7 separate regions of the Mus musculus genome follow, and regions 1, 2, 4, 5, 6 and 7 are each linked to region 3. A link is a contact called in public Hi-C, HiChIP or PLAC-seq, Micro-C, capture Hi-C and promoter capture Hi-C data. All regions are on one chromosome and are shown on one strand. Each heading gives the region's core, a stretch centred on a gene start, on an enhancer-like site or on the middle of the called end of the contact. The rest is flanking DNA. Distances are from core to core; before and after follow the strand shown. Region 1 holds the start of Klhdc2 (kelch domain containing 2). Region 2 holds the start of Nemf (nuclear export mediator factor). Region 3 holds the start of Sav1 (salvador family WW domain containing 1). Region 4 holds the start of Psma3 (proteasome subunit alpha 3). Region 5 holds the start of Pole2 (polymerase (DNA directed), epsilon 2 (p59 subunit)). Region 6 holds the start of Frmd6 (FERM domain containing 6). Region 7 holds the start of 9330151L19Rik (RIKEN cDNA 9330151L19 gene).

Region 1 (3,378 bases), core at 374-2,873, 690 kb after region 3:
CTACAGAGTGAGTTCCAGGACAGCCAGGGCTACACAGAGAAACCCTGTCTCAAAAAACCAAAAATAAATAAATAAATAAATAAATAAATAAATAATAGTCACTACACACCTGCTCTCTACTATAGTCACTACACACCTGCTCTCTAATCTCTAGAATTCTCGACATCGACCTCTAAATACCTGATTCCTGGAAGCCAGGGACAACAGAATGCATTAATTCACGCTGGCAAAATAACTAATGGTTAAACCGACAAGGTATGGGACAGTTGTCTCAAAATGGCCACCTATGATCAGGTCGTCAGTACTATAAGCTATTAGAGTCCTTAAGCAAACCACAGGCGCAGAGAACTGGACTTCCCAAGGGGGGTGGGGGGGCGTCATTTTAACACTAAAATAGTTTTAGGTCAAATGGCTCAAATGAGTGTGCACCACATGAAATCCAAGAACTAGAGTGAGTGTATCATGGAATTCTAAAACCAGTACAGAAGAACCAGTGAGCAGCGGTTTAAGGAGGTAACTGAGCAGTATTCCCCAGCTCGCGGTATAAAACAATGCAAATGACTAAAAAGATACTTGGTCACAAAGTCCAAAGGCCTGCACTCCAATTACATACGCTGCTGGGGATTCACTGGCTATTTTTTCCTTTAAAATCCGCAGTAAGGCCTACTGAGGAGCAATCCTTTCTCAGCTGAGACCAGTTAAGAAAAATGGCCCTGCGTTCAAACAATAGATAGGTGGGGGCATCTGCACAGGTGTTGATGACACCGTTACACCTTCGGGGAGGTTGAGCAAGCGATTCCTGTGGCCTTGGTTCACACAGTGACAATATTGTTGAATATAGTGTCTGTCGGCTAAATGGCCCCAGCTCCGGGCGACCGGGCCCAAAGGTATATGAGTGATTCTCACACACCCTCGCCCCCACCCTTTTCCGTACCTCGGGCCACAGTCACCCGCTACGCGACCCACAATAACAGAACCTCGCTCCGCTCACTCCAAAGACAATGCGTAGGGGGTGCGTGGGATAGGCTGACTCATAAGTTCAAGAGAGCGGTGACAATAGCCCAGGATCCCCGAATCCACCAGGGCAGGGCGGGAAGATGCTCTCCTGAATGAGCAAGAGCCGCGGCGGCGATCGTGCCCACTCCGCCCTACTGACCTTGTAGCCGCCCCAGACGAACATGTGGCGCCCATCGCTGACAGCGACGTGGCCGCTGCGTTCAGCCGGGCAGGCCAGCTCCATGGCCTCGTAGTTCTCGAAGGCCGGGCCCGGCAGATCCTCCGCTCGAGCATCCTCGTTGCCATCAGCCATCTTGAGGCTGCACCGCTGGCCACCGAGACCGCTCCGGCCCCGCAGACGGGAGACAAAGGAAAGCGGAGCGGTGGACCGCGGCGCGCAGCCAGCGCTGACGACCCGCCTGTCCTGCGCTACGCCTCCGCCTCCGGGACGAGCGCTGGGGCGCGCGCCGACAGCGGCTGCGGGTCTCGCGGGGACCGCGCCGCGGCCGGGTCCTGGCTCAGAGCGGGAGAGCGGCCGACGGGGCTCGCACTCGCAGCCCGCCCCGCCTCCGGCCGCCGGGGCCTTGTTTATGCCGCCGCCGGAAGTCGTCCGCAGCGGACACTGTCCCCACGCTCCGGAAGCGCTCTCGCCCCCTGCGCTGCTGAGCCTCCCGTCGTCCGGTCCCACCGCAGTGCTGTCCTACTGCTGTGTAGTCCTCCCAGTCGGGCCCTTGGGCATCTGAGTCCTCCCAACATCCGTCCTCCCGCCTCAGGGTGCTCTGGCCTGGATAGTTCCTAAACCATAACAACCCACCCTTGGGGAAAGAATGCGAATCCCAGACTCACAATCTGGGCTTCTAAGAGGCCAAATGAAAATTACGAATTATTTAAACCCAATTCCTCGCCCATAAAATAAGGCTGGTCTGGAAAACACTTCAGGCTCCTCATTTAAATGGTGGCTCTCCGTGCTGCTCATCTTGTCTTTTTTTTTTTTCTTTCTCCCTCTCTTCGTTTTGGGACTGCTAAATATATACTGAGCAAAATACACACTTAACAAAAACGACCAAAAAAAGCTTTTCTCTTTGAAACTCTCACCAGTTGCTGGAGATGTACTTGCTGAAACACAAGAGTTAAGGGTCTGGGGTTTGAGATTAAAGCGCTGGGATAAAAGGTGTGCTCCACCAGGCAGATTCTGTTTCTTGACCAGATTCATCCAGGTCTCCCTGGGGCAATTTTGCCATGCAAGAGATGTCCAGTGCCCTTGGTGCTGTGCTGAGGGGGGCCTTCCTCACTGCCATTGCAAGAGACAGTCAGAGAGAGAAATGGCCTTCCTGCTGCTGCCCAGGGTGTATACTGTCAAAAAGAGATTGGCAGCGTTTCCACCAGCCACTTCGTGCTGGATGACACTGGAGAAGAAAATCTAGCATCAGTTTCATGTTTGGCGGGTAGAAGACATCTCTCACTGTTGGCCACAACCTCTCACACTGCAAATCTGCTGTAATGTGAATGACCAATTTGCACTAAGCTGAGGTTTGTGGTGAGCAACTGATCGTCCAACAGTGGAAATCACCTTGCCCTAGGGGTCAGGAGCATGCAAGTGGATATTCCTCCACAGATCAGCCTTATTCCAGATGAGCTGCACTTGGACACATTTTACTGCCTCGTGATTATTGTTTGCAAGAAAAATTTGATGGTGTTGTGGGGATAGCCACTAGAGAGGACAGCTCAGACATGAACTTAAGGCAATAGAAAGTCTTTATTAGTTTGGGATCCCAGTGTAGCAACGAGCCTTTCTCAGAGTGAGCTTTTAAGCACAAAACCCATGTTCTGGACGGATACACTTCAGTTAACAAGAACAGTTAGCATCCCAGAGAATCTTGCCACAGAAGCCAGATGAAGGTAATCTACACCACAGAGCCACTGCTGTCCCTTGTCCTCAAGAGACTAGACTTCTGTCACTCCATGAGACTATCAATAGTTACAAATAGTCCTGGGCCATTGTAGAAGGATTTTTATCCAGCAACATGGCTACTCTGATTGGAATACAGACACACCCTTAGCACACACTTTAATCTCAAATGATGAAGGTAAAGTTAGTTTGTAGAAGGAAGCACCCATGTTTGAAAGTGATGTTTAGTTGAATAGCAGACATAGTGGCAGATCAGAGAAAGATTTGATAGAACAGGATGTACCCAACGCTCACAAGGAGAGGAAAGGGGAACTCCTCAAGGGCCAGTGCAGAGAGAGAGAAGAGGCAGCTTTACTTGGAGAGGGTACAGAGACAAGTTGCAGAGAGAGAACATGCTAGCCACAGGTGAAGACAGAAAGCCAGAGAATGAGAAGGAGCAGAAGATTAGAACATGTCGCCAAAGTTAGTTATGA
Region 2 (3,569 bases), core at 765-3,264, 630 kb after region 3:
GGAAAGTTGAGAACTACTGGCCCAGCCCATCTGATCCCAGCTTTTTTATCTGTATGTCTGTCTTTTTCTTCGTGTTCTTACTGCCCTAGTCAGGTCCATCCCTGGATGCTATGCACAGACACTGCGTTGTATTGTTTATATCTCTACACGTATGGCTGGTGTAACAGTAATAGAAACCATTTACAGAAGCACTGAAGCTCCATGAGCCCCAGAGCTCCACACTTGACTCAGAGGAAGACTGATAAGAGCTGAAAAAGATTCAGATCTGTTGCTCTCTTCTGAAACATGGTTGTACTTTGATTTTAAATATCCTACAATTTTCTATCAATTTCCCCATGTCCAAGACTCTGTATATGTTTTGGCTGTACATTTAGCCTTCTACTTGTATTTAGGATAGAATAAAAAACTGATGCTTACTACAAAATGCTGTGTTTTAGATCCCTTTCGAGTGCTGGAAGCTTGGTGCCAGGTGTAGCGGTGAAAGCCTTTAAAAATCAGAAATGCTATTGTTCTTGAGAGAAACCAGTTTCACTCATGAAGAAGCTATCATAAGAAGAAGCCTGGCGCGTGCACCCCTGCTGCTTCCGTCTCACCTCGGAACTGCCCCCTCTCTTTCCATGTGCTTCCCTCAAGATGCTGGAATGTAGCAGGGGGGCTGCCCTTGTTAGATTGAAATAGATGTGGCTACTCAGTTTCAGAGTTCCAGCTGCTAAAACTGTGAACTTTGTACATTGTTTAACTGTTGGTATTTTGTTACAACAATAGAAACTAGATTAACACATTTGCCAACATTAAAGGTTTATGATCTATCTGGGCATGATAGTATGTACCTGCAATTCCAATACCAATGAGGCTGGAATCAGAGGGAGACTGAGGACAGCCTGGCTTATAGGGTGAGTTTAGACTAACCTTGACTATATAGCATGCCCTGTCTCAAAAGCAGAGTAATTACAAAAATCCTTATGTTTTTAGATATACAAATTTGACACTTTCCCTGCTTTCTTTTGCTTTTTTGGTCACCCATTCTAAGAACTTATAGCGATGTGAATGCTAATGACTTTAAACTTTTAAATACATGTTTCACTGATTTTAAAATTCCTCCAGTTTCTAAATGTGTTGGTAATTTCAGCACTCAAAAAGGCAGAGACAAGAAAATTCAGAGTTCTAAGGTGTCCTGGGCTACATAGAAAGACCCTGTATCAAAAATGACCATGACAACCACCCCCCCACACACACACACCTTCCACTGTCCAAAACTAGTAGATTTTTGTTCTTAGTTTTAGATTTGTTTATTACTAACATTAGAACTTTTAAAAAGAAAAATTTAGACGAATTAACTATCGTATATTTGAACCCTGAATAATTTATGTATGAATTGGTAGCATGCAGAACTTGAAGCAGTTTAGAGAACGCTGGGGTGTGGGAGGAGAACTTTTTCTCCTTCTCCCATGGGAACTCTTACTTTATTTTTATCTGACATCTTTACTTAGTGAATTTTTGAGTATTTGAGGTGCCAAGAATTTATGAAACTCGGGCTATATAGAACCCCACCCCATTCAACTTGAATGAGAATTCTACAGTATGCCGCAGAATCCTATTTCGGAGAGTAGTACCCAGCAAAATAGGAACCCATCTCTACGGCTTGTCAGAGTCAGGGAAAACCAACCGTTGGTTTTTGTCTAGTCTCAAATTCGCGTTTAGAAAGACCCCTTGCTCTTCCATCCTGAGCGATAGCGCCTTCCTGGGGCAACTGATTAATGGTTAATGACCTACAGGATCCTAATGGAGACCCATTTTAATCCCCAAACAAGGGGACGGGATTAACCCGGTCATTGTTCAAGGAAAGGACGCAGTTTCGAGAAGGTAGTTAGTTCTATGTCGAGTTTTTTTTACACAGTGAAAAAAATAATTGATCATGATTTGACAACAAACTTCGGTTAAATAGCGCACTTTCACTATAAGTAATATTGGGTCATTTGGGTTGCCGTAGACACAAGCCAAGCGCTCATGCGCAGAAGCATAGTGGTCCTGCGTCGGCTCAGTCCCTGAAAGGACTGCGGTAGCGACACGCAGCCTAGCCATGAAGAGCCGGTTCAGCACGGTTGACCTCCGCGCAGTGCTCGCGGAACTGAATGCGAGGTATGGTGGTGGGAGTGGACAGGCTCGTTCACAGCAGAGGGAGCGGAGGCCGGGCACCGGGTGGTCGCGAGACGGAGAGCCTCACGGTCGTCCCGGTGCCTCGGGGATTCTCTAGGCCTGGGGGCCGAGCCCGGGGCCGGTGCCCCCGGGAGACACCCCCCCCCCCCCCCCCCCCGGGGACCGTGCCTGATGCTGCATCTCCCTGGCGCTGATTCCGAGAGGTCTTGCCGGGGTGGCCTGAGTCCCGCAGCGAGCGTTTGGTAGAACGGGAGTGATCGTCTTTGCTCCAGACTGGCGGCCTGGCTTCTTCAGAATTCCCGTCCTTCTTCCCAAAGAGAAGTAGCAGGGCCTTCCAGCTGAAATGGGCAGATTTGGACCTGTGTCCTGGACTTGTCGCCTATTCAGCTGTGTGAGCTTTGTCGCATTTTCGGGGACTCGGCTACTTCCTCCGCTCCGAATAAGTCATTTAGACTTAATTTTACTGTATTTACACCCCCCACCCCACCCCAGCACTAGTAGTCTGGTGTTACTGAGATCAACAGGCCACTTTTGTGCTTAAAAGTCTACATTTAATTTGAGGATACCTTTATAGGCGGTGGAGGTATCTTAGCGGAAGAGTTCCTTTTCCACAACACCAATAAATGATGGAAAGTTTTGCTTCAACCAAGAACAATGATTTGTTATATGTTTCTTTTTTTTTCAGCTTGCTAGGAATGAGAGTAAACAACGTTTATGATGTGGATAACAAGACATATCTTATTCGGCTTCAAAAGTAAGAATATTTTATAAGATTGTTTTTGGTAAATTATGATATATATATATATATATATATCCTGCATTTTAGGTTTTGTTTTTTTAAATTCAGAGAATAAGTTTTGGCAAATTCCCTAAAGAAAAATTTGGCTTTCTCTTGAACAGACCTGATTTTAAAGCTACACTGTTACTTGAGTCTGGTATACGTATTCATACAACAGAATTTGAGTGGCCTAAGAACATGATGCCGTCGAGTTTTGCCATGAAGGTAAATTTTAAGTTTGGAGCTAATTTTTAAAACTCCATTTATCTATCTATTTATCATGTATGTATGTATGTGTGTGTGTGTGTGTGTCTGTGTAGGTGGAAACAACAAACAGGTACAACTTGGGGCTCTCAAGTGAATGTCAGAAGACAACCTGGGGGGGAGTCAGTTTTGCTGTGAGATGAGGGGTCAGGGGTAAGATCCAACTTAAATCCCCAGACTTGATCCATGTGCCTTAATCTGCTGACCTGGAACTTGCTTCATTGTTGTTGTTGTTGTTGTTGTTGATCCATGTGCCTTAATCTGCTGACCTGGAACTTGCTTCATTGTTGTTGTTGTTGTTGTTGTTGTTTGTTGTTGTTGTTGTTGTTTCGTTGTTGTTGTTGTTGTTTCATTGTTGTTGTTGTTTGAA
Region 3 (3,499 bases), core at 409-2,908:
CTATGGGCTGCAAACCCCTTCAGCTCCTTGGGTCCTTTCTCTAGCTTTTTTTTTTTTTACTCTTATGCCATAATCAATCTGTCAGCAAACCCTGCTGCAACTCTAAAATGCCTACAATCACTTAGCGCTTGTCCTGCTGCCTTTATCCATATGCATGCTAGCAATATTTTTTTATCACCTCCCTTATTTTGAAACCCCACTCCCCCATTCAGTCTACTCTCACACAGCATCCAAAGTGATCGCATTAAATACGTCTCTCCTCTACTCCAAAGGCCTAGGTGGGTGGCCAGTTACCAAGGAACTTCATTTCCCTCTACTCTTCTCTGTTCCAGTTCCAGCTACGTGACCCTCTTCCTATTCCTACAATGAGCCAGAAACACGACCACTTGCAGTGACTTGCATTTGCTCTTCTGAGGCCTCACTCCAGATAGCACCATAGCAAGCTAATTCCAGCATTGCCTTCTCACTGGCTTCATTATCCGACCCCCTTTCCAAGCTGTGGGATCTCTCTTGTTTATGCTTCCTTCAGCGCTCACTCTGTTACATACTATGGCTTACTAGTTTTATTTTTTGTGATCTCTCTTCCCCATAACCGCAGGACCTTTGTTGTTATATCCCAGACACCTAAAACAGCACCTTGGATGCTGGGTGCTCAATAAAATATTTGTTATAGGATTATAGGGACCTTTAACAAGGAAACATTTCATAAAAACACAGGAGACAGACAACTGATTAAATGTCTTTGTGCATGGCTAAAAAAAAGAGCAGTTTGGTGTCTTGTTCTGAGGTTGGTGTTTTGCTTCTGTGTTTTAAGCACATTCTCTTCATTATGAAAGCCTTACTTTGATCAAGAGGAGTGAGTCCCAATCTTATTCTCCAAGTTATTCTGTGTACCTGAGCGAGTTAAAGAGAACAAAGTAGAATCTGATATATTAGATAGAAAACTCCCAGTTCTGAACTCTGGTGCTCAAAGGCTTCAAAATTCTAAGACTTAACTGCAAGAGAAGGCATGTGGTTATTAAGAATACATATTAAAATGATGAAATAAATACACTAACGTCAAATTTATCTTAGGAGCTGTAGAAACTCCATCTTCTTTTTTAATCCGAAAGCGCGGATGGGGATGGGGGGCACAAAAGGGGGTGGGCTACCAAGGGTTGGGGGAGATAATAAGAGGACAGAAGAAACGGAGACTCAGTTTTTACAGTAGTCACGCTGTCACCAGAAGAGTCATCTGTGTTACTAGGTGTAGCCCTCGCGGTCCCAGCACACCCGAGGGCTGCCTTCCCTCAGCAACCAGGACACGCGGCTGCGGTTGCGGGAAGCAGGGCGGTAGGCAAGTCCAAGGCGAGAGCCGCTCGCCGCCCAGCGGGCTCCGGACCGCCCGGACTCCAGCTCCCCAGCGGCGGGAGCCGGCCCGCGCAGCCGCACTGAGGGCCGCGATGGTCGCCACACCCGGCCCGTTAGCCGCCCGCCCGTCGCGAGTCGCCGCACGCAGCCGCGTCCGCGCCCGGCGGGGGAGGGGCGGCCCGTGCGCGTCGGCTTTCCCAGCATTCCCAGCGGCGCGGGGAAAGTTTACCGGACGTAGGCGGTGGCCGCAGCGGTAGCGGCTCCGGGCGGCGGACCATGGCCCTGGTGGGCGGCCGCGGCCCTGTCCCAAGGCGGCCTCGGGCGGCGTCGTTGAGCCGGCTGACTTCCCGGGAGGAGCTGCCCTGCGACTGAGCGGCGGCGGGCGCGCTTAGCGCGGCCAACATGCGGCGGAGCCTGCGGGCGGGCGCGGGCGGCGGAGACCCGAGGCGAAGGCGGCGGCGGCGGCCCGGGAGGCGGCGGCGGGCGGCAGGCTCGCGGCCCTAGCGAGGCTGCTGGGGCGGCGGCGGGAGTCGTCCGCGAGGATGCTGTCCCGCAAGAAAACCAAAAACGAGGTGTCTAAGCCGGCCGAGGTGCAGGGCAAGTACGTGAAGAAGGAGACGTCGCCCCTGCTGCGGAGTGAGTGTCGTGGGCGGTGGCGGGTGGGGACCCGGCGCAGCCTCGGGTGGTGCTGGAAGACCGACTCTGGGAAATGCATGGCTGTCCGTGGTGTTGGGGAAAAAGTGCTTCGACCCGGGCACCTCTCTGCTGGGTACGTCCGGGCCCCGCGTTTGCGACCATCGCAGCGCCACTCGTCGGCTCACGCACTCGCACACGCACACACACACGCGAGAGTGGATTCCTTCCTTAGTCCTGCAGCGGGACACAAACTTGTGAGGCAAAGAACCTGATACTTGATACTTGTAGCCACTACCAGCGTCCTAAGTAACACACACACACACACACACACACACACACACACACACACACACACACGAGAGACTTGATACTTGTAGCCACTACCAGCGCCCTAAGTAACACACACACACACACACACACACACACACACACACACACACACACACACACACACACACACACACACACACGAGAGAGAGACTGGATTCCTTAGTCCTTCAGCGGGACACAGACTTGTGAGGCAAAGAACCTGATACTTGTAGCCACTACCCAGAGTCTTTTCATTTCCCAGAGTAGACAAGCCATTAACGTATTTGGATTAGGCTTTGCTCCTAAAATTAAAAAAAGCAAAGTATTCAGAATAATTTCAGCCATACCAGGCAAGTTCCTAACTTTATTCCTCTTTCCGACATATGTTCCGTCCCCTCCCGTACGTAGCTTTTCTTCTCCGTTTAAAATATTTGAGTTTTTAACTTGAACGCCTTGATTCTCCTTTTTTAAAATTCTTGGGTAGTCAGAGAGCTAATCCTTTGGTTCTCATTCTAGGAGCTGGACCCCTTGTGTAAGTTTCCTTCTTGGAAACTGGAAGTAACCGTGTGACTTAAATTAAGCATTACCTCATATTGTAATTGGGAAAGCTGCTCACAGGGGTTCCTAGTATTTGCCCAAGATCCCGCAGAAAGGGGTGGAGAGCATATTTTTCCATTGTGACCATGTGTCCAGCCTTACAGGTTCTGTTAGTAGTTGGAGTGCTAGACAACACAGTTGGTGGGGTGGATGTGTCAGTAACTGAAACCATTTTTAAGAGCTTGTTTTTCTGTTTTTTTTAGGTGATAGCTTGCTTTTTGCTGCAAATAAAGTTTATTAAGCATCATTTGAAGTCATGCCACTTGTTGAGTCTTTTAGTGAGTGACTCCATACAGAATTTGTGTCATCGACAGTTAATTATTCCAATATTAAGTTACTGTAGTGTTAGCTTCTGACACCCTTAGTGACATTGATTTAATGAATTCAGAAAATGTGTTCTATATCCAGGTTTCATATTTTAAAGGTAGTTGCTTTCTAAGAACATGAAAGCTGTTTGCACATTCAAATCAGCAGCCATGACCTTGGTTTGGGTTATCTGCTTTTAAAGGAGCCATAATTCTTTCCAGGCTTTTTCAGTAGATCCAGGGTTTGTGTGCATCTTTGGAAGTAGATGACTTTATTTTTCAGTTTCCACACTGAAAGGTCT
Region 4 (3,689 bases), core at 991-3,490, 990 kb before region 3:
AAAGACACTCAGCAGTTAAGAACATTTGCTGCTCTTCCAAAGCACTTGGGTTCAATTCTCAGCACCCACACACATAGTGGTTCACAACCACTTCGATAGCTTCAATTCCAGGGGATCTGACACCCTCTTCTGGCTTTGGATAGACAACAGACACATATGTGGTGCAACATACATACACATAGAAATTTTTTAAAAAATTCACTCTGGCTTTGGGCTAAAACAAATGTAGACAAGTGTGGGTGTGGAGCTCAGATATTCCAAACAATGGTGGCTCTGACCACACAAAAGGAAAGGAAACAAGCTTTTAGGAGCACCATTAAATGTCAGACAGAACCATGGATCTAGGAGTGGAGCTTGTCTGGCAGCACAAACACTGTAGTTTAATCCCTAGGCATAAATGATGCTGTGTAAAAAACACACAGATTTGTTAATGGACAGCTCTTGGTGTAAAATAAAATAAAAAAAAAGACAACTAATGGACTTTCATTTGAACAACCAGAATTGAAATGTTCATTAAGCTGAAGACAACGGAAGATTGTCCATACAGAATTCAAAATTAAATAATAATCCTTTCTTGCTGCATATCTAAGCAATACGGATGGGTCCCAGCACTCATGAGGCTGACACAGAAAGATGCAGAGTTCTAGGCCAGTATGGCTCTATCTCAACCCCACCCCCTACAAACACACACACACACACACACACACTCACTATTTTCTTTAATTGAATATAGGATTTGGGGCTCAGTGCTTGCCTACTAGCTCTTGAGGCCCTCGGCTGGCCTTCCCAACTGCCCAGCAGTAGGGGTTAAAAAAAAGAAAACCAAATGGCCCAAAATGACTGACAAATACTGGTATTTACAATTCTTAGAAGACAGCCAGAAAACAAGCCTTCAACCGTGAAACTTCCTAAAACTCAGGGTTACTTTCATATTAAAATATTCCACATGGATTGACCACTGACAGAGGATAACATTACTACAACTGCAAAGCCAATTTGCTGAGACATATTATTGAGCACTTATCCCAAAAGTATTACATAGTATTAATATCTTGTAACCACTTAATTCTAAGCATAAGAACACAGTATGCGAGTTTAATTCTGAGCAGCAAATCTTATTTTGTTTGTGTGTGTGTGTGTGTGTGTGTGTGTGCGCGCGCGCGTGTTTTGTTTTAAAGACAGGGTCTCTTTACATAGTCCTGGCTGTCCTGGAACTCATTAAGTAGACCAGGCTGGCCTCGAACTCAGAGATCCTCCTACCTCTACCTCCCAAGTGCTAGGATTAAAGGGGTGCACCACACTTGGTGAGCATCAAAATAATGGGGGAAACAAGGATAACCAAGAAACGCATTATTCATTCATTACCTCTACTGCAAATAATCGAGACTGTTAAGTAGTTCTATATGGAGACAAAGGAAAGGTGGGGTAAATCGCTGCACACACTGGGTGTATTTAGCCCCAACAAATTAAAGTCCAGCTCGCAAATCCTCAATACTCCTTACAAATCGGAGGCGCTTAGGCCCATAGATAACCCTTTAAATGCTTACAGACTCGCTTAAAATAGCTTGTTCGCGAAAAGCAGAACGCAAAGGAAAGGCAAGGACTCATGAGATCCAGCCTTTCTTCTAGGTGGTGTCCCGTTTCCAGGGAACGTCCACTAACTAGGTTCCGTCCGGGAAGCCCGGGCAGGCCTGTGAGTCAGCAGCACCGCAGCACACAGCTCCGCAGCACCTGCATGGGCCGGCGGCGGCCGCACGACGCACTCGGCGATCCGGCCGAGGCATTGCGACCAGCAGGGGCTTGCAAGGGGCCGTTCGAGGGTCGAGCCGGGGAGCTCGCACTGCGGCAGGCCCGCGAGTCTCCACTTTCAGTTTCCTTAAGCATGAGACTAAAGTGACTCAGCACCCGGGGCTGTCGCTGCACGGGGGCGGACAGGACCGGCCCGAACCGCCGCGGGAGCCGGGGTCACCGAGACAGAGGCCGCGGGTCCCCAGGACTCGGGCAGCGCCGGGGATCCAGCGGCCCTCCGAGCCGCAGCCGGGCTTCCTCACTGCCTTCAACCCCGAACTGGAAGAGACGGCGCGGAGAGACTCACCCCAGTGCCGATGGAGCTCATGGTGCTGACCCGGCAGGCCGCGGAACGCTTCCAGGCCTCAAGCGCCGCTCCTACGCCGCACACGGCGCAGGCTAGTAACAGGCTCGCCCATTGGCTGCGCTCTCCACCAATAGCCTTTCCTCTTGCGGCTTGTTCCGTGGGCTGGGACGAAAACTGTAGGGGGAAAAAAAAAAAAAAAAAAAAGCAGAGAGCGCGCGTGCGCAGAAACCATAGAGGCGGTTCCCTGGAGAAGTTGCTACTGTGTCAACTGAAACTGGTATTGGAAGAGCTAAGGTCAGAGCCTAGTTCCTAATAGTCCTAAGTAGCTAATAATCCTAAGGAGGACAGGCTTGGGCACCTGTCCTCTGTAGCCCACACAGACAGGAATTCTTAAAAGTCGGGGAAGGAAAAACCCACCTTAGGAAAAGGAACAAAGCCGGGCGTGGTGGCGCATGCCTTTAATCCCAGCACTCGGGAGGCAGAGGCAGGCGGATTTCTGAGTTCGAGGCCAGCCTGGTCTACAAAGTGAGTTCCAGGACAGCCAGGACTACACAGAGAAACCCTGTCTCAAAAACACCAAAAAAAAAAAAAAAAAAAAAAAAAAAAAAGGAAAAGGAACAAAAGGAGGCAATTGACCCCCCCATCCTCCGACCAAGTTCATCATCAGAGTCCGAACATGACGTTTGGTTCAACTGCTGTGCATAACTAAGCAGCCTCGGTCAAGGTGTGATACCTTTTCCATCATGGTTTCAACTTTAGCCTCTCCTGCAAGGTGGTGTGAAATCTATGTGTGAGAGAAAGCTGTCCCTCTGGCTGGAACCAGGCAGGCTTCAGCCTTCTTTCACCCAGCATGTAATTCCTGGAGAAGTTCCAGTTTCTTGGAGTCTTATCAAAAAGAGGAGCACAAGAGCTTCTTTAGAATATCTTCATTCCTACTAGGAAGATTATGAGACTTAGCGTTAGGAAAGGCTAAGGTGGCTTGGGGGACTCCAGTTGCTCGGCTCATTCTAACAACTATCAGGTTATGATCTTAAGTATTAAGTGGAGGGAGGGCAACAGATAAATCAAAGGAGTGGGCATGGAACCTGACCTAGTGGTGGGTGGATTTTAAATCCCAATTGTAAATACAACGTTAGAAATATTTTTATTTAAAAAAATATATCTGAGCCGAGCGTGGTGGCACACGCCTTTAATCCCAGTACTCGGGAGGCAGAGGCAGGCGGATTTCTGAGTTCGAGGTCAATCTGGTCTACAAAGTGAGTTCCAGGACAGCCAGGGCTATACAGAAAAACCCTGTCTCAAAAAAACAAAATAAATAAATATCTGGAGACTTTTATTTTATATAGCTAGAAAATATTTTCCAGCAGGGTGATGCAGAAGGCAGGGACGGGAGGCCAGCTTGCAATATAAGAGCCCTGTCTAAAAAGAAAACAAAACAAACATCAATAAAAACACATTTTTAAAAACCCACTATCAATCAACTTTATTTTGGTTCGTTGTTTTGTTGAAGCAGTCTCAAGTATCTTAGGCTGGCCAAAGATGGCACTGAACTCCTAATCTTTCAGCCTCTACCTAAAGATGGAATTACAACCCT
Region 5 (3,245 bases), core at 541-3,040, 760 kb after region 3:
GATTAGAACTCAGGTCCTCAGGCTTGCATGGCAAGCACTTTTACTTATGGAGTCATGGCAACAAATGGCAGAATCAGGAAGCTGAGAGCTCCTGTCTTCAAATGCAAGCACAAAGCAGAGAAAAAGAGCTGGAAGTGGGGTGATGCTATACAATCTCAAAGCCTACTGTCTGAGTTAGAGTTTTACCGCTGAGAACAGACACCATGACCTAGGCAACTCTTGTAAGGACAACATTTAATTGGAGCTGGCTTACAGGTTCAGAGGTTCAGTCCATTATCATCAAAGCAGGAGCATAGCAGTGTGCAAGCAGGCATGGGACAGGAGGAGCTGAGGGTTCTACATCTTGTTCTGAAAACAAATAGAAGACTGGCTTCCAGGGAGCTAAAAGGGTCTCATTGCCCACCCACACAGTGACACACTTCCTCCAACAAGGCCATACCTATAGTCCAACAAGGCCACACCTCCTAATAGTGCCCCTTCCTGGGCTAAGCATATTCAAGCCACCACAGCTGCTCCAGCACAACTGCACCACCTGAATCTCTCCAAACAGCGCCACCAACTGGGAACCAAGTGTTTACACACCAGAGCCTACGGGAGACATTTTTATTCAAACCACCACAGCTGGGATCTCTCTTTGTTGTCTAGTTTAACTTTTCAAAAGTTTTGAAATGCAAAATCAAGCAAATATACACATGCATTCTTTTTACTGTTTTCCTTTTCAGAAAGATCTTAAATATACGCCCCAGAGATAATTGCTTATACCGTTGTAGAAATCATTCAAGTTTTTGGCTTATTTGCCTCTCCCACTCCCACTAAGCCTCAGGTATCTTAGGCTTGCTTTGAACTTGCTGTGACATCAAAGATGGCCTTTGCCTCCTGAATCCTTGCACCTCCCCGTTCTGAGGCCTGGGATTATAGATCTGTGGTCTTATGCCCAGAGCTTTCTTGTGTCCTGTAAAGTTGCATGCTTATTTATAAACAGCCAATTGATTATTCATCTCAACAGCACAAGTATATGTGTGTGTGTGCGTTTGTGTGTGTGTGTGTGTGATGGATGGATGGATGGATTTTTATATAAGGTCTCACTGTGATTCACTGACTGGTCTGGAACTCATTCTCTAGAACAAGTTGCCCAGGTGTTTACAGAGATCCCCCTGCCTCTGCCTTCTGAGTTCTTGGATTAAAGGCATGTGCCATCACACTCAGCAAGAGGGAACATTTTAAGATGTGCTCTACTGAGTCTACTTGTAGGACTGAGAATAACGATTCAAGAGCAGCTCCACCGCACTGGCAATTCACCTCATACCAACCATTTATAATCTTGGGTTTGTTACTCCACCAGTAAAAAAAAAAAAAAAGAAGGTATGTCATGAAAAAAGTGGGACTGCTAAATGATGACAGCGGATCGTGGAGAGGCCCTCAACTAAAACTGGTCGGATGGGAGTGATCGAAAACGGTGAAAACACAGTATTTCCTGAGCATGTGTAGAACCGGGAAACAACGGCTCTACAACTCTCATAGCCCTGGAAGGGAAGACTCTGGGTGCAGGAAGCTTGGGTAGAGTCAGAGTAGAAGAGGGTAGCTGAGTGTCCGGGAAGCTGAGTGTTCAGAAAATGCTTTTGGGATAAAGGAAGCTTGTTCCCACTCTGACCACTCCTACTTCACTCCCTAGGCAGGGTCTGAGATTCCCAGAGGCCCTGCAGTTAGTAAGGCCAAAAAAATCCATTTCACCAGCCCAAGAATATAAGGGCGGGACAAGGGGTGTGTCTATTCCAGGAGGGGGCGGGGCGTCGGCGGTGGCGCCAAATCGCGAACATGGCGCCGGAGCGGCTGCGGAGCCGCACGGTCTCAGCTTTCAAGCTGCGGGGCTTGCTGCTCAGGAGGTGAGTCTCGAGGTAACCTGACCCGCCGCAATGCCCTATCTAGAACATTCTGTCATAAGAGGCGATGTCTCTCCGGTGCATTTGAGGCTGCAGAGCCTACCTGGGTTTCCGCGATCCTGGCGCCGGGTGCGAATGTTACTTCCAGGCTGGGCGGAGCTGCGCGCTGACGCCGAACTGAGCGGGGAAGTTGGGGGCGTGCTGGCTTCTGATCAACGGAGGTCCCCGCCTCTGCAGAATGGGAATCATTACAGTGTTACTTCTGGAAGTTACAGAGAGACGTGTCAGAGAAGGAGAGACATGGGTGAATCCATATGCGTGTCTGTTGGCGATTTATATTGTAGAGTATGAGTCTTCCAAACCCGTCTCTGTGTGGAATTTTCATTATTGCCTGGAGAAGTAAAATTTGGATAGATTTTAAACGTGTTTTTAGTTTGGCTTTTTTAGATTTCCTAGTTTACAATTTGCCCCCAAAGGAGGTTTTCCTGGCTGTAGTGTGTCTTTTCAGTCTTTAAAAATGAACATATCCAAGAAATCTCATATTACAATTTACATTTTATAATACACTTTCCGTTTAAGTACCTGCTGAGATCCGTATAGCTTTCTGAGTCAGAGTGTGAATGTTTTGTTTTCGTAACTGTGAACTTTATGAACCTTTTAGCTTTACGTTTTGCCCAGGAGTGTCCAAGGGTCAACCTGGGTCTACCCAGGGAGAAAGTGATGAATTTAATTTGGTTAATTCCTGACATTTGGAGAGAGGATTAATTGAGCAATAGCTTTTCCTTTCCTTTCCCTTAAAATGTACTATTATAAAGCTGTTGGAAGCTCATTAATTGATTCATTGAGATATACACTCAAGTCTTTTAGCCTCAAAGCACCGTGTGTGGAATTAAACGCCATGGGACTTTTCCTGTGGGAAGACAGTGTGTTATCTAGTGCTGTGTAGTAGATTACCCTCTGATTTAGAGACTCAATGGCACTCATGCCTGCATTCACTGTGGGCCAGCTATCCAGCACAACTTTAATCCCAGCACTCTGGAGGCAGAGGCAGGTGAATCTCTGTGAGTTCCAGGACAGCCAGGGCTATGCAGAGAAACTCTGTCTAGAAAATCAAACAAAAACTTAACTCAGAGTTTCGGCTTTGAGTCTCATACACTCCAGTCAGGACAGGGTCATCTCACATGTCCAGTGTACCCATCTCATTTAGATTTTTTTAAAAACGATTTATTTATTATTATATCTAAGTACACTGTAGTTGTCTTCAGACACACCAGAAGAGGGCATCAGATCTCATTGCGGATGGCTGTTAGCCACCATGTGGTTGCTGGGATTTGAACTCAGGACCTTCAGAAGAGCAGTCTGTGC
Region 6 (3,259 bases), core at 142-2,641, 840 kb before region 3:
AACTCTTTTTGTCCTTTCAACAAAGTCGGGCCTAAATTTATGCTCTGTTCTTAAGAAAACTCAAAAGTCACAGGCCTTTTAAATGACAGATGTATTACGGAAAATTTTCCCCACAGAGTTTTTGATGCTGTGAAATATCAACTCCCTGAAACCACAGAAAGGAAATGACTTACATTCTTGGAAAATGAAGCCACTAGCAGTTTTCTCCAAAAGCATTCTCTAATCCCCAAACTACACACTGTGGCAACAGTGGGTATTTCGTGCAAAAACTAAATGTAGGTGGATGCTTCGAAGACCGGTAAACAAACACCACTCGGTCCAAAGAAAGGGGGGAATCATGCGTGGAAAATCTGGCAAGGTACGCTTTCCCTTCCACGTTCAAACGCGCCGAGAATCCTTGCACAAGTTTTCCTTCCTCGCAGTGGGCACTACACAGCTCCCGGGGTGCAATGCTAGCAAAACAGACTGGCCGCTTATATAAATAAATAAACAAATCCCCCAAAGGTGTAAGGGGGCCACTGAGCCAGAATTTCTTCCGACACTAGCCACACAACTGTACGGTCTGAAAATTGTTCCAGCTTTTATCTCAACTTTAAATGTGCTTGCTTTGACAGCTTTCCATCCATTCCTGCCTTTAAGAAAGCGCTCCACCATCAGGCTAAGCCATTCTAGAACTCCAAGTGTTGTTTAAATCCTGTAGACTTCACTTGGGTGGCCCCGAGCTGTCCACATCCCCGCTTTCCCGGAGGGGAGGCTAGTGGTCTCCTTTACCTGGTCGTGTTAAGTTCCTCCAGAAACCAAAATTCTGCAGGCCGCACCCGGGACTCGTGTGTCCCCAAGGCCCCCTTCAGGGTTTCCCACACTAGGCACTGGCGGGGATACCGGACAGACGCGCTGGGGTGCCTTCCCGAAGTGGGCTGTCCGGCCTGCGCGCACAACAGGCAATACCGCACATCGCTCGGGTACGCGGGACTCACGGCTCGTCCCAGCTAGTTACGGACGGGGCGCTACAGGCAGGCACCCCTCGAGCCAGAGTCTCGGAGATCGGGGCGCAGGAACGCAGAGCCCAGCCCCCTAGCTCCGCGCTTCCCTCGCGGCCGAGGCTGCCCGGGGGCCCCGGGCCTCCCGCCCCGGCGTGGGCGAGCTCCAACTCGCGGAGAGGCGACCTGCCCGCCCGGTGCCCGACGCCCAGAGCCCCGTGAGAAAGAAGAAAGACGCCGAGAGCGGCAAAGCCGGGAATCGCACTTTAGACCAGCAGGGGGCACAGCGGCGGCCAGGGCGCGCCGTCCCAGAAAGGGGGCCAGCAGGCCGGCGCCCGCTCCCGCGCGTACCTCCAAAGTCGACAGCGCCAGGCTTCCGACTCACAACCGGCGTCTGCTCCAGCGGCGCCGAGCCTACTCGCAGCTCCCAGCACTCCTGCTGCCGCCAGACCAACGCTGCAGCTGCCCCGCCCCCCGCCCACGCCTTCCGCTCCGCCCCCTCGAGTTCACGCCCACGGCCCGCCCGAGACACGCCCTCCCTGCTCGAGGCCCCGCCCCGCCCCAAATTGAAGGCGGAGACCGAGCAGCGGAAGAAGCAGAGAGCTGGGGTGATCGCGGCTGCACGTGGAGCGCTGCCCCCCCCCGCCCCGCCCCGCTCCGCCCCGGACCCAACCAAGAGTCCTGCGGAGGGGTGAAGAGACCCAGGGACCAGGGGACGCGGGTGACATCGGATAACCGAGTCGGGCTCAAGTGGGTTATATAGAGTGAGATATGCTTTGCATGCCTTTCCCAAAGGGACAGAGGCTTCGGTGCGAGGGTAATAGACTGTCCGCCCTCCCCTCCTTCGGAATGGTCCCCTTCTCCGCTCATGCCCCCCCCCCCCCCATCCTCCCGCACACCCTAGTCCCTAGCCTCTCCCTCACAGGCCTAGACGGGTTACCTGGGGGTGGTTGTTTTACGTGAGCTGCGGCTTAATAAATCTGAACTGGGGCGGCCCCTGCGAGAAGAGGAGATTTCGTGATTCCTCTATCCCCCTCCCGTCAGGCGCCCACTTCGACCTCACGGTTTTTATCCTGCATGTGGGCTGTGAGTGCCGCCTAAGCCCATCCGCCCCCGCTCAGTCTGTCTCCCCAGGTTGAAACAGCCGCTGCCTGTGGCCCTCAAAATGATGTGTACCCTTGGTGAAGGTTGCCGGCTTGGCTGTGAGCAGTGCAAAAGACAGCCCTAGAAGATTTCAATAACCCCAAAGATCCCAAGAGGAATGGAGGGTTCTTTGCTCCTTTTGGTAGTCGGGTAAAGAAGCGAAGTCCACTTGTTTGTGCTGCACCTATCTGGACCTGCTTAGGTGTCTAGCAGCTTAAGTGTGTGTGTGTGGTGGGGGCACTGCCACCCACAGTTACAAGCTTCTAAGTGTTTTGTGGATGGTGCTGCTCCAGTGAGGAGAATCTGAGATTCTAGCTTTTTCATGTAGGTGCAGACACCTGAGGAAGAACACTTGATACCCCATAGAAGCTGTATTTGAAATAGCTGATTGCTGTGATTAAACACCAAACCAAACCAAAGCGTTTATTTCTGCACACAGCTCTCAAGTCACACTGCGTCGCTGAGGGAAATCAAGACAAGAACTCAATGCAGAAACCCGGCATGGCCGTGGAAAAGTGTTTCTTACCGGCCAGGCTCAGCTTGCTTCTTTATGTATGTAGGACCACCAAGCCAGGGACTGTAGCCCCTCTCCCTTCCATGTGAGCTGGGCCCTTTGACATCAATCATCAATTAGAAAATTCACCAAAGGCCAGTGTGGTTGGGGGCAGGTCTCAAGAGTTGAAGTTCCCTCTTCCCAAATAATCTAGCTTGTGTCAAATTGACATAAAAACTAGCCAGCCAGCCTGGTGGGCCATGGTGGCGCAGACCTTTAATCCCAACCCACAGGAGGCAGAGATGGGCAGGTGGATCTCTGAGTTTGAGGCCAGCCTGGTCTACAGAGTGAGTTCCAGGACAGCCAGGACTACACAGAGAAACCTTGTCTTGGAAACAAAACAAAACAAACAAAAGACTCCAAAACAACTATCCAGCAGACCTTTCAATTGCCTTTCCATTTTGGAGACCGTGAATAGTAAGTTGTTGCTGGCTTCCACAAGTGTGAGCACGTACAAAAAAAGATATTTTTCTCTCTTTTTATATTTACTCCGGATGAGTGCAAATTGGGTATTAATTGGTAATCAACTGCTGTCTAATGAGATAAACCAGCATACAAACAAGAAACATAGTACTATTTTGGA
Region 7 (3,289 bases), core at 336-2,835, 790 kb after region 3:
GATTTGTTTTGTCATCTTTTGCCCCCAAGGGTTTCTGGGAGACAACTATAAGGTGGAATACCTGAAAATGGTAAGGGTTTACTAACGTTGGTTCCACAAAGTAAAGAGAGTCAGATAAAGTTAGGTTTGTGAATTAGCTAGTAAACTTCTCTCTTGTTGGTGAAATTAAACAGTTAATAAGATAAAGACACAGCGCTGAAGATGAGGACAGTTACCACAATAGACTGCAAAGTACACGTATCCTGACACAGTAATTTAAAACCTGTAGCAGGTAGTGTCTGCTTGGTTTGAAGTAACAGTGGAGCCTATTTCTAGCATTTCTACCAGATCGCTGCCCCTCCTCCCAGGCGTTACTATGGCAACAAAGCACGCGCTGCCCGGCCTTGACAATCCAGCCGTTACCTTCTTGGACTGGTCAGTTCTCCATGAGCCAGACTCTGAAGCGCATCCTAGACACTCAATTCACCCTGATCCTTCACTGGGTCTGGGCATTGGGCCGTGTGGGTCACCATGGCCAAGGCGGCGGCCTCCTCAGCGCTGGAGGACTTGGATCTGAGCAGAGAGGAGGTGCAGCGGTTCACCTCCGCCTTTCAGGACCCAGAGTTCCGCCGAATGTTCTCCGAGTACGCCGCGGAGATCACGGACCCCGAGAACCGGAGGCGCTACGAGGAGGAGATCACAGCCCTGGAGCGGGAGCGTGGGGTGGATGTGCGGTTCGTGCACCCTGAGCCGGGCCATGTGCTGCGTACCAGCCTGGACGGGGAGCACCGCTGCTACGTGAACGTGTGCAGCAACTCACTGGTAGGCGTACCTAGCAGCCGGCCCGGCCCGGGGCGCGGCGGCACGGCAGCTGGCAGCCACTGGTCCCTGCCCTATAGCCTGGCTCCCGGCCGCCAGTATGCCGGCCGCAACGGCGCCCGCTACACCGTCTACGACGTGGTCTTCCACCCCGAAGCGCTGGCGCTGGCCCGGAGCCACGAGCGCTTCCGCGAAATGCTGGACGCCACGGCCCTGGAGGCGGTGGAGCAGCAGTTCGGCGTCAGGCTGGACCGCAGGAACGCCAAGACCCTGAAGATCAAGTACAAGGGGATGCCCGAGGCCGCAGTGCTCCGCACGCCCCTACCCGGGGGCGTCCCGGCCCAGCCCGAGGGGGAGCCACCAGGGCTTTTCCCGGACCCACCATATCCATACCGCTACCCCGCGGCAGCGGCGGCGAACACTGCCCGCTCGCCCGCGTCCCCCGCTCCCGAGGCCGTGCAGCGCCCAGAGCCCACGGAGCCGCGCTGCTCCGTGGTGCAGCGCCACCACGTAGACCTCCAGGATTACCGCTGCTCGCGCGACGCGGCCCCGAGCACCGTGCCGCACGAGCTGGTGGTCACCATCGAGCTGCCGCTGCTGCGCTCGGTCGAGCGGGCGGAGCTGGAGGTGAAGGGGAAGCTGCTGTGCCTGGACTCGAGAAACCCCGACTACCGGCTGCGGCTCTCGCTGCCGTACCCGGTGGACGACGGCCGCGGCAAGGCACAGTACAACAAGGCGCGGCGGCAGCTGGTGGTCACGCTGCCGGTGGCGCTGGCCGACGCGCGCCAGGAACCCCCGGCCGCGACACCGGAAGAGCCCGCGGAGGAGACCGGAACTGACGACGTAGCCCGCACTTCCGCGGGCGATTTTGCAGCGGCGCGGGAAGAGTCTGCAGATGGAACCGGAGCTGACCACGGGGAGAAGAGCGGTGTGGGAGCCCCAGACCCCGGGGCTGCACACGCTGAAGGGGAGCTCGTTCCCGAACCGGAGCAGGACTTCGGAGGGGACTCGGTGGCACCTCTAGACCTCGGGAAAGGGACTTCTCCTGGGGACCGAAGCCTCCCTTACTCTGCTTTCCCGGGCGGCGACACCGAATCCCTGTGCGGAGACCCCGGTGTCCAGACGAATGAGGAGCAGGAGAGGACCCGCCACGACACCGCGGGCTCAGCCATGGGTGACCCCGGAACCGAGAGCATCGCACCCGTGTGCCCTCCTTTACAGTGTAATCAGGACGAAGACTCCTTGACTTTGCTCATCCAAGTGCCTGGGATTCTGCCACAAACTCTTCACGGACATCTAAGCCCCGTCGGTTACGAATTGTGCTTCTCTACACAAGACTCGGGTTATTCCTGCACTTTGCAGTTTGCTCCAGAGAATAAGTTGAGTACCAGAGAACCCGAGACTAGCGTTTCTTTAAATAATGCAGTCATAGTACTGGCAAAATCTCCAGAGAGCCACGGACTTTGGCGAGAGTGGTATTGTGGCTTGAACAAGGAGTCTTTGGAGGTAACCGTTCTCACTATTTGAAATACTCTATCTTACTTTAAACATTTTTTGTTACAGGCACATAAACAAATATTTTCTATCTATTCATACGATGACAGTGCAGGCTAAGCTCATTCTCAAAGAGAAGATTGCACGTATTCTATCCTAAGGATGCTCTTAAGCCTTCACGGTTGACCCGTATTACACCTGTTTACTCGGGGTCCACCGACTAGAAAACCAGTGGATTTTAGTGACTTCTCTCTAGACTTCTGGAAATGTATGCAAGAAATTGAGGGTTCAGTCTCTCCTGAGAAAAAGGTTATAACTATAGTTAGTAAGATCTTGTCTCAAAAAAACAAGTGTGTGTGTGGATTGGGCACTTGGTAATTTTGTTTGAGGTTTATATCAAAGTTATATGTAAACTGCAACAGTGAAGAGGCTAAGGTGTAGTTCGGTGGCAGAGTGTTGGCCTGCAGCCTCCCAGAAAGTCAAGTTGTCACAGACAACAATAGCTTTGTAGACTGTTCAACCCTGAGCTCTGAGCTCCAGCCTGCCAAAACAGTTCACTTCTTCTAGATGTTTTTCTAAATCACAGTGGGATTAAGGCATATTTGAAGACTTAAGTAGATTTATTATAATTATACCATTAATTATTATCACCTGTGATGGGGCTAATGGGATCATAAAACCCGTTCTTTTATTTTATACTATACTGTATCAAGCCCCAAGTATCGGACATAATGATGCGTTCAGGAGCGTTACACCCTAACGTTCAGGAGCCTGAGGCAGGAGGATTATGAGTTTGAGGCCAGTTTTTTTTTTTTTTTTTTTGGTTTTTCGAGACAGGGTTTCTCTGTATAGTCCTGGCTGTCCTGGAACTCACACTGTAGACCAGGCTGGCCTTGAACTCAGAAATCCGCCTGCCTCTGCCTCCGGAGTGCTGGGATTAAAGGCGTGTGCCACCACACCCAGCTTGAGGCCAGTTTTATAGTGAGACACAGTCCTA

What was found. Promoter capture Hi-C pulls out the DNA fragments that hold promoters and counts their contacts. A called contact is a pair of places that touch in the nucleus more often than the background predicts. HiChIP or PLAC-seq counts read pairs in DNA pulled down with a chosen protein or histone mark. Capture Hi-C pulls out chosen DNA fragments and counts their contacts.
Region 1: a contact with region 3 is called in a capture Hi-C map of macrophages, with 4 times the contacts expected there. The contact joins the promoter of Klhdc2 here to the promoter of Sav1 in region 3. A contact is called at or near these places in 3 of 39 promoter capture datasets (cranial neural crest, liver and pre-B cells) and 2 of 9 other capture datasets (liver and macrophages).
Region 2: a Micro-C map of embryonic stem cells shows a contact between it and region 3, with 4 times the contacts expected there. The contact joins the promoter of Nemf here to the promoter of Sav1 in region 3. A contact is called at or near these places in 6 of 39 promoter capture datasets (the C10 cell line, cranial neural crest, liver and 3 more), 1 of 484 Hi-C or Micro-C datasets (embryonic stem cells) and 1 of 115 datasets of contacts at active chromatin or transcription factors (memory CD8 T cells).
Region 4: a Hi-C map of B cells shows a contact between it and region 3, with 9 read pairs. The contact joins the promoter of Psma3 here to the promoter of Sav1 in region 3. A contact is called at or near these places in 2 of 484 Hi-C or Micro-C datasets (B cells and nephron progenitors), 2 of 115 datasets of contacts at active chromatin or transcription factors (astrocytes and differentiating embryonic stem cells) and 2 of 9 other capture datasets (embryonic stem cells and macrophages).
Region 5: a promoter capture Hi-C map of erythroid cells shows a contact between it and region 3, with 4 times the contacts expected there. The contact joins the promoter of Pole2 here to the promoter of Sav1 in region 3. A contact is called at or near these places in 5 of 39 promoter capture datasets (the C10 cell line, cranial neural crest, embryonic stem cells and 2 more) and 2 of 9 other capture datasets (liver and macrophages).
Region 6: a FOXA1 HiChIP or PLAC-seq map of pancreatic cancer cells shows a contact between it and region 3. The contact joins the promoter of Frmd6 here to the promoter of Sav1 in region 3. A contact is called at or near these places in 3 of 39 promoter capture datasets (the C10 cell line, cranial neural crest and erythroid cells), 1 of 484 Hi-C or Micro-C datasets (B cells) and 3 of 115 datasets of contacts at active chromatin or transcription factors (astrocytes, large pre-B cells and pancreatic cancer cells).
Region 7: a promoter capture Hi-C map of liver shows a contact between it and region 3, with 2.2 times the contacts expected there. The contact joins the promoter of 9330151L19Rik here to the promoter of Sav1 in region 3. A contact is called at or near these places in 5 of 39 promoter capture datasets (cranial neural crest, erythroid cells, frontonasal cranial neural crest and 2 more), 1 of 484 Hi-C or Micro-C datasets (pre-B cells), 2 of 115 datasets of contacts at active chromatin or transcription factors (the 230-238 cell line and bone marrow-derived macrophages) and 2 of 9 other capture datasets (adipose tissue and liver).

Annotation. Positions count from the first base shown.
Region 1 is chr12:69,294,926-69,298,303 of GRCm38.p6, reverse strand. Klhdc2 (kelch domain containing 2) reads right to left here and starts at 1,623. Exons shown (of 13, transcript NM_027117.3): 1 at 1,157-1,623. The coding sequence starts at 1,309.
Region 2 is chr12:69,355,621-69,359,189 of GRCm38.p6, reverse strand. Nemf (nuclear export mediator factor) reads left to right here and starts at 2,014. Exons shown (of 33, transcript NM_025441.3): 1 at 2,014-2,139; 2 at 2,843-2,911; 3 at 3,058-3,160. The coding sequence starts at 2,081.
Region 3 is chr12:69,985,161-69,988,659 of GRCm38.p6, reverse strand. It overlaps Sav1 (salvador family WW domain containing 1), which reads left to right and starts at 1,658. Exons shown (of 5, transcript NM_022028.2): 1 at 1,658-1,986. The coding sequence starts at 1,893.
Region 4 is chr12:70,973,174-70,976,862 of GRCm38.p6, reverse strand. Psma3 (proteasome subunit alpha 3) reads right to left here and starts at 2,240. Exons shown (of 11, transcript NM_011184.5): 1 at 2,096-2,240. The coding sequence starts at 2,116.
Region 5 is chr12:69,226,735-69,229,979 of GRCm38.p6, reverse strand. Pole2 (polymerase (DNA directed), epsilon 2 (p59 subunit)) reads left to right here and starts at 1,790. Exons shown (of 19, transcript NM_011133.2): 1 at 1,790-1,883. The coding sequence starts at 1,816. It also overlaps a transcript of Klhdc1 not described here.
Region 6 is chr12:70,823,646-70,826,904 of GRCm38.p6, reverse strand. Frmd6 (FERM domain containing 6) reads right to left here and starts at 1,391. Exons shown (of 14, transcript NM_028127.3): 1 at 1,332-1,391.
Region 7 is chr12:69,195,507-69,198,795 of GRCm38.p6, reverse strand. 9330151L19Rik (RIKEN cDNA 9330151L19 gene) reads right to left here and starts at 1,585. Exons shown (of 2, transcript NR_033222.1): 1 at 1,181-1,585; 2 at 1-1,068. Dnaaf2 (dynein, axonemal assembly factor 2) reads left to right here and starts at 367. Exons shown (of 3, transcript NM_027269.4): 1 at 367-2,304. The coding sequence starts at 511.